2 separate regions of the Mus musculus genome follow, and region 1 is linked to region 2. The links are chromatin contacts, called in public Hi-C maps. All regions are on one chromosome and are shown on one strand. The core of a region is the stretch at or near the end of the contact, and the rest is flanking DNA. Distances in the headings are between cores, read along the strand shown. Region 1 overlaps Sox5 (SRY (sex determining region Y)-box 5). Region 2 has its middle 56 kb from the start of 4930407I02Rik.

Region 1 (3,856 bases), core at 965-3,464, 550 kb before region 2:
TGTGTCACCTGCATTTAAGCAATGAAGCAACCGAGAAAAAAGTAAGACGACCTGAACGACTGCCACGTGGCTGAGCTAAATACAGTTTTGCTTCAGGCTGGTCTAACATAGATCACGTTTTACCCCTTATTGATTGGGAAGTTGAACCAAAATTTAAGGAGCAGGTATAAAACTTTCCAGGGCAAAAATCTCAAGGTGAGGAGAAGCCCTGGGAGAAAGAGGACCTTATACCAGAACGAGTGGGTGTGGGAGCTTCCCACTGTCAGGATTCCCTGGGAGGCCATTGTGCAGGAAGGAGAAAATGCTTTGGAATCCAGCAACTCGAGGCCTTGGGAAGCAGCAGAGAGGTGTTAGCTGTGGCCAGAGAGATGAGAGGATGGGAGAGAGCACAGCCCTGGAGCAAATATAAGGAGCTTGACTGGGGGGGGGGGGAGTTAGTTAAAAATAAAATTTGAGGAAAAACTTGATTTGCTTGTTTGGAGGGAGAGGTATCCTCACACTTAAAGTTGAGGTAAGTGTGGGGATGGTTTAAAGATAAGAAACATAAATGGGGGGCAAGAAAAATCTAGAACTTTGGTCTAGGACATTTTTGATAACTGTAAAAAAGGCTATCGTGTTCAATGAAACAGGTGACAGAAATGAAGTCAGTTGGCAGGAGGAGGAAGGTAGGGAGGTCATATGTTATACTATTCACAGGTAAGTGTGCATCTACACACATACCATATATATATATATATATATATATATATATATATATATATATATATATATATATACATATGCACATACCATTGATACACATACACATACACATACACATATATATAAAATCTCCAACCATTCTTTCTAGAATCCAAGGCAAGGCAATGCAAGGACATGGGTGAAGGGAGCCAGCAGGGGAAGAAAGACATCAGCTGAGCATGCTAAAATGACACTGGACGGACACAGGGAGCAAACCCATGCCATGGCTCAACTCTGTAACATATGGTGCGGCTTTCAGAGTTAGCAGACCAGATACCAATTTTAGAATCTAACACAGCGTTACTACTGAAACACAAGGGTCTCCAAAAACAATGTTTATTTCTGAGCCAGCACCTATTTGAACCTCATCGACCCTCCCCACGGCTGGAGTGGCCCTTGCCCCACATGGGTTCAGTTCCTCACCTCACCATCATTTACATTCCCCATCTATCCATATTAACTGTTTTCCTACACAGTGCTATCTTGGCAGTCTGTAAAAAAGCTTAAAGAATTCATGCTTTTATTCAACACCATGTGCTAAACCGTTTCAAATATATTTGTGTTCTGGGGAAGCTAAACAGACCATAGAGAGACTAAATAGAGTATAAAAAGCATGCATCGCCAGGTTGAGTAGAGACAGGGGTCAGGGGCCAGGACAAGCAGACTGGTCTTTTGAGGACTGACTAAACAAGCACACCCAAGCTTATCACAGAAGGGCTGGATTGCTACCCAGAGTACGGCAGGTCGCTATGCACTGGGGAATAACATGTTGAGAGCACTGTTCATGATGCTGGGGAGAGTGTCACTGAGAGCAGGTCTATCCTCAGCCACAGACATCCACCCCAAGCAGTCCTTGGTGTGAACATCATGTGTATTTGAAGCCGCAGTTTGTTCTTTGGATCAATTGCAGTGACTATTTCTAAAAAGCACAGCAATCACTCTCAGTCCCCTCCTCCTTCTATGACCTCATCTGGGACATACTCAAGGACCCAAGAAGATGAGAGGACCAGGATTAGCCTGTGACAAGGAAAGCCAGGACCACCGAGGAACCAAACTTTACCAGTCCTCACCAGAACCGTACTATGTGGGTCTCCCTTCAGTACTCTCAGTAGAATTTTTAAGCAGCGAGAAAATATTTGATGAGTTTTTGGCAATCAGCAGGTCAGACAGAAGAGCTATGCAATGAGGGTGTGTAATCTGACATGATTAGACAAGGCTCTTTAGTACCAGAACATTCATAATGACACAAAGAAAGAGTATTAATAACACTTTCGTAGCAAGGCAGCTAGCCATTTTATATTTCCTTTCTTTAATCTTAGTGTTTTTCAACAAATCGTGGGATTTAATAGCGTGTTTTGGCAGATTAGAGGATTTATGGCCCAGATGTTTTTTGTTCTAAAAATGGATTAGGGTGTAAAGTTTGCTGGAATTCGTGGAACATGTTGAGGCAAGCCGGTCATTTTATGTGTGATTAGTGCCTGCCTTCTGTCTCACAGTCCCTCCATCTGTCACAGCTCACCAATGGATCTGGTTAGATTTAGCCTCGTGTCACAAACAAGTCCCTTTTCTGGGCAATTTCATATTACAGATCCATCTTAGGCCATTTTATGCCCCACTTAAAAGATAGGGAGTGAGCAACAGAATATTAGCCATCCTTTAAATAGTTGCAAAATGCACTGTTTTTTTTTTCTCAATTCTCCTCTACCCTAAAATAATGTTCTGTACAGTAATGCACAGCAAATAAGTCAGTGGCCAGCAGCTCCACTGGGATCAGGTTAACATCACCTCAGCCCCTCACTCAGAGTCCTTTTAGACTATTTTGGCAGAGACCTTGACTAAGCCTGGGCCAGGGAGTTTTAGACCCAAGCTGGCCATTGAGACTGAGTTAACAGAGGCCAGAGTTAATACTACCGATGATGTCTTACTGATTGCGGGTTCTTGGTCATATTGTGTGCCTGAAGTCTAGTCTCCTCATGCCTAGGACTTTAGACCCACAGGAAACCACTGCCACCTGTAGATCATGTTCACGGAAAGTGGATTTATGGGGGTGGGGGAGTGTTTCTTCCAGTCAGCTAATGACTTATCCCATCTGTCACAGACCTGATTGCACTAGCCATACACCCTGACCTGAATTTTCTGATACTCTGAGAGGGAACTGCAGTTGCTATTATCAGCGCATAGATCTTAGAGGGCAACTGACTGAACCTCCGAGTTTCATATTTTTAAACTTTGGAATACTTTACGTTTGAGGCTGAAAAGATGGCTCAATGGTTAAAAGCACGTACTACTCTTGCAGAGGAGACAAGTTTGGTTCCCAGTAGCCATCTTGGTTCACAGCTGCCTGTGACTCCAGTTGCAGGAGATCCAAGGACCTCTCCTGGCCTATGTGGACACTGCACACATACACACAGGGAGACACACACAGACATACACACATGCAAAAACACATGCATACATGCATGCACAATTCAAATCAAAATCAATCTACATTTGCAGGTATAAATTTGTGAACATTTAGAAGCAATCAGATATGCTGTGTGTGTGTCTTTCTACTGTGGATGAATGTGGTATTCTCATATATGACTGCTTGCTCATTCATTCATTCATTCATTCATTCATTCCGCATGGGTTCCATGAAGACATTAGGAACCCTCAGATCCCTCAGAACCCACCGCCTCCTCCTCACCCGCACCCCCAACCAAGTAATGACCAAAACTCAGCTTCTCCCTCTCCCATGCACTTGGTACATCTATTGTGTCTTGTTCCCAGGCTATTTAAATGACCACGATGCTGTCACCAAGGCAATCCAAGAAGCTCGCCAGATGAAAGAGCAACTCAGGCGAGAGCAGCAAGCGTTGGACGGGAAGGTGGCCGTGGTGAACAGCATAGGTCTCAGCAACTGCCGGACAGAAAAGGTCAGTGGGGGCAGCGACTTGCTCTCTCTGAGTGGCTGTGAGGAGCACTAGGATGCCTTCTTTTCTCCCATGCTTCCCTCCTACTGTCTTCAGGATGACGGCCCCTCCTTGTCACCTCCCCCACCCACAGGGAGCTCCCAGGGGCCCATCCAGGCATTAGAACACCATTGTGCATCCCCAGACCTTACTAGGGATGAACA
Region 2 (3,848 bases), core at 929-3,428:
GAGGAAAGGAAAGGAAAGGAAAGGAAAGGAAAGGAAAGGAAAGGAAAGGAAAGGAAAGGAAAGGAAAGGAAAGGAAAGGAAAGGAAAGGAAAGGAGGTGTCGAAAGGAAAACAAGCCAAAGAGACCTACATGTCTGGAATGAAAGCATCATCTAAGTAGGAAGCCAAATCCTAGTCCTATCACAGTCTGTGCAATCAAGAGAACTACGGTGGCAGCATCTTCCTGCTTAATACAGGGTCTGGTTCTAGTTACAACAGTGGACCAAAGCCCTCTCTCGCCTACTATTTTAGGATGCAAATATAATTGTGGCACATGACATTTAGACAGTACCTCAAAGATCATCAGCTCTTCAGATATGACAGTGATAACGTCAGAGGTCAGAGATGTGGGATGTGATTCTACAGAGGGACAAGAGGTCATCAGGGTTGAAACCACAGGAAGCCATCACATCCAGGACGCCTTCAGGCCCAGAAGGATGGGTACAGCTATGAAAAAAGACGAGACTGTAGCCATGGAGATAGGGCAGGTGCCTCCTAGAGTAAGTAATCAGACAAAATTGTGACTACCTAATGAGAGAAACAGACAAATGTAAGGACACCCCAGAATTAAAGACTGGAGTTTCATCCCATAACCCAGAAAGTAAACAGAAAACCATGATAAGGAGTCAGTGCCAAAAAAAAAAAAAAAGGACAGGGGAGAGGCAGAGGGAGGATCTGGAGATCTAGACAGACAAAAAAAACAAAAAACAAAAAGCAAAAAACCACGTGTCCCATGCATCCTCTCAAATCCAGAATCTAGAGTCAATGTTGTGTGGTGTGTGTGTGTGTACATGTGTGTACATGTGTGTACATGTTTGTGTCCACAGTGTACACATGAATGTGTATATATGTGTATGCATGTGAGTGTGCATGAGTGTGTGTGCACATACATTTAGAATATGAAAGTAAGAGAGTATGAAGGGGAAAAGGGAATTAGAGAGTGTAATACCTGTGAGATGAGAGCAGAAAGGACACCGCTTGGAGGGAGGAAAGGGACCAGTAAGGGGATGGGGATTGGGGCGGGCAGTGGAGGAGAGAGAGAGAAGCAAAGTATACTAAGTATTTAAGAGCTCATACTGCTCTTGCAGAGGACCCGAGTTCCCAGCACCCACATAAGGTGGCTCACAATGCTCTAACCCCAGCTCCAAGCATATACACCACTGTGCACACACAAACATGCACACACACACACACAAAGAAAAACCTGACACCCTCTTCTGGCTTCCGTAGGCACTACACACACTGGGTGACACGAACTCAGGCACATACATAAAATCTTTAATGTCATCCTCTTAGCTCACCCACGTCCCCTCGACCATCAGTGCATTTTAAGTGTTTCCTGGACAAATCCACATTTTCTGATAACAAACATAAACACTTGCTAAATAGTCATAGTACGTATCTACTACATAAAGACTTGGGTTTTCGTTGACACGGGGTATTCTGTGTCCTCCAAGGACTAGGGAGAAAAACACGTGGCAAGCTCAAAGGAATCTGTCTTCTGACTGACAATTTTAAATCTAAAAATAAAGGATTTTTACTTGATCACATCAGGTGCTGTCTTCTCACTGTGTGTTAAGTAAAATTCTTGCTGAGTTTAGTTTCGGTCAGAAAAACATAAAATCACATCTTGTAGGAATTTTTATACTAAATAATTTTAAGTTAATAAGTTTTTAGCAGGCCAAAAGAAGCCTGGAGGCTTATAAATGAACGTGATTAATCAATGATTTGTACTTCAGGCTCTTCAGTTCCTCCTCCAATCTGTCACCAAGACTTTTATCTTTGAATTTCAGAATAAAAATCATAAACTATTACTTGGGAAACAGTCAGGAGCAGGGAGCCAATCAAACGCTCTGGGTAATTCTTTTGATATTTTATCAGCCGGGTTTTAATAGCTACACAGGAACTGCATGTTGATGCTTTGAGATAGTCTCAGGCACAGACACGGAGGACCATAGCTGATGAAACGACCAAACATCAACAATGGAAAGACCTCCAGGATGCTCACAAGAACATCACAGAGGCGGGAAGTGAGCGGCCGGCCAGCATACAAACAAATGCTGGACTCTGTTTATGTCTTCCTTCCTCTGGTGAGACGGGAGACTTGCTTTGTGCCTTGTTCCTCACGTGGTCCAGTTTAAGATCCTCCTGGCTTGTAAAAGATGGCTTGTGCAATCCACTGGAATACCTCCAAGGAGGGAAAGAGATAGGAAGAGGAAATCAAGACACTTAGACCAGAACAAGAGGTTCCGTACGCAATGGCCTTGGTGGAAACCTTCCAAGCCCCCATCCCTGTCTCAAATTCTGTTTATTATGTTATGATAAATGTTGTGAAGATGGAGTTCCTTCAGAATGATCTGTATTTTTCCCAAGGATCAGTGTATCAGAGAATGGTAAGAATAATGAAAATTTCTCTGAAGTCTTGTTCTTATTCTCAACCCTTTGGTCACCTTAAGATCACCCATGGGAGAGGGACTTAATAAGGAGAAACAAGTTCAGTGTAGAATATATAAATGCATAAAACATTTTAAAAATTTTTCTTAACTTTTAAAAATTCTAAGTAACTACAAAGCCAACTGAGAGAGTTTCTAAGAACCCTGTAGCAAAGACCTGTCCCTTGGACAATTTGTTGAGCCTTTCCCAGGGGCTCACCAGAGCAGGAGTGACAGTCATATGCACACAAACTATGAAGTAAAGGAAAATATCTGAGAGGTCTGGGGACTCAAGACCCAGGCCTGCTCATGGTGTGCTGTGCCAAGCCAAGAATCCTATTGCAACCCTGTTTCCTTCTGTTTGCCTCTCTACTAGTTTTTCCCAAAGTGAGCTTCCAGGGCCACAGGTGAAGGAAGCAGCTATTCTAAACACAGTGCATCCCAGAGGACCAATCTATTCCTTCAGAGCGCTTCTATAGACCCATAATGCCCAGGGGTCTACCGTCTTCTCAACCCACAGCATATAGGTAAATATACCAACACCAGCATCCGTATGCCCAGACCAGAGCTTTTCAAAAACATTCCTCATCTTAAAGGCGAGGCTCTAGATATGAAACGTGTAACTTATTTTATAAACTTTGCATTTGCATACATTTTTGGAAACCACCAGTTTCCAAAATTTAATACGTGATACTTAAATTTCTCTTTATATCTCTTTAAATCTTACTTATATGAGCTTAAAATTTCACCTTCAATTGTTAGGAGTTGATAGTACCACTCAAGATATTCATTCCCTGATTGAAAACAGACACCCCCAACAAAAGCCAATTAGTCTAAGACTATGTCATATGCTCAATAATAGTAATAATGTATCCCACTGATAGCTACACAGACCAACTACATTTCCTGAGATTTGATGAATCACTGATGATTAAGAAGAGCAGGGGATGTTGTTCTACGGTACTTTTCCTCCAGTCTTAACAAGATTCCATCTGGGACTGAGACTTTGTAGCCATGGCAACTAAAGCAGACCAATGCAGGGCCAGGTAGGTGTATGATGGTGGTAATAGGGCTATTGACACTTCTAGACCATGGGGAAAGGCAGGGACAAAAGACCTTTACCTGAGATCTCCTTCCTCCAGCTGGAGTGACCTTAGGAGATACCTGAGTATATAAGAAGTGGGAGATTAATTGAAAGTGTGACTCCATGAAGCAACACCCACAGGACACCATACATGTTTGAGTGGGACATTTTGATGAAGATGCTGTAGTTTGGGAGTTATCTGTGCTCCTGCATGTAACCCCTCAACCAGCCTCAGTCTCTCAAAAAGCCCACCACATTAGACTTAGATGAAATCATACTTTGGTCTATCATGAG

The links. Hi-C and Micro-C count contacts between places; a contact is called where the count stands out from the background.
Region 1: a contact with region 2 is called in a Hi-C map of uterus, with 4 times the contacts expected there. The contact joins two enhancer-like sites. A contact is called at or near these places in 1 of 39 promoter capture datasets (the 3T3-L1 cell line), 4 of 484 Hi-C or Micro-C datasets (the 3T3-L1 cell line, cerebral cortex, cortical neurons and 1 more) and 1 of 9 other capture datasets (embryonic stem cells).

Annotation. Positions count from the first base shown.
Region 1 is chr6:143,861,184-143,865,039 of GRCm38.p6, reverse strand. Sox5 (SRY (sex determining region Y)-box 5) reads left to right here. Exons shown (of 15, transcript NM_011444.3): 11 at 3,511-3,656. Among named protein-coding and RNA genes, the nearest start is that of Gm52484, 30 kb to the left of the region's middle. Within about 2 kb of position 2,214, at least 15 of the 459 cell types and tissues checked have an H3K27ac peak or open chromatin away from gene starts, as enhancers often do. A contact at or near this core is called in uterus, where this site is marked.
Region 2 is chr6:143,314,346-143,318,193 of GRCm38.p6, reverse strand. No RefSeq gene overlaps it. Among named protein-coding and RNA genes, the nearest start is that of 4930407I02Rik, 56 kb to the right of the region's middle. Within about 2 kb of position 2,178, at least 6 of the 459 cell types and tissues checked have an H3K27ac peak or open chromatin away from gene starts, as enhancers often do. A contact at or near this core is called in uterus, where this site is marked.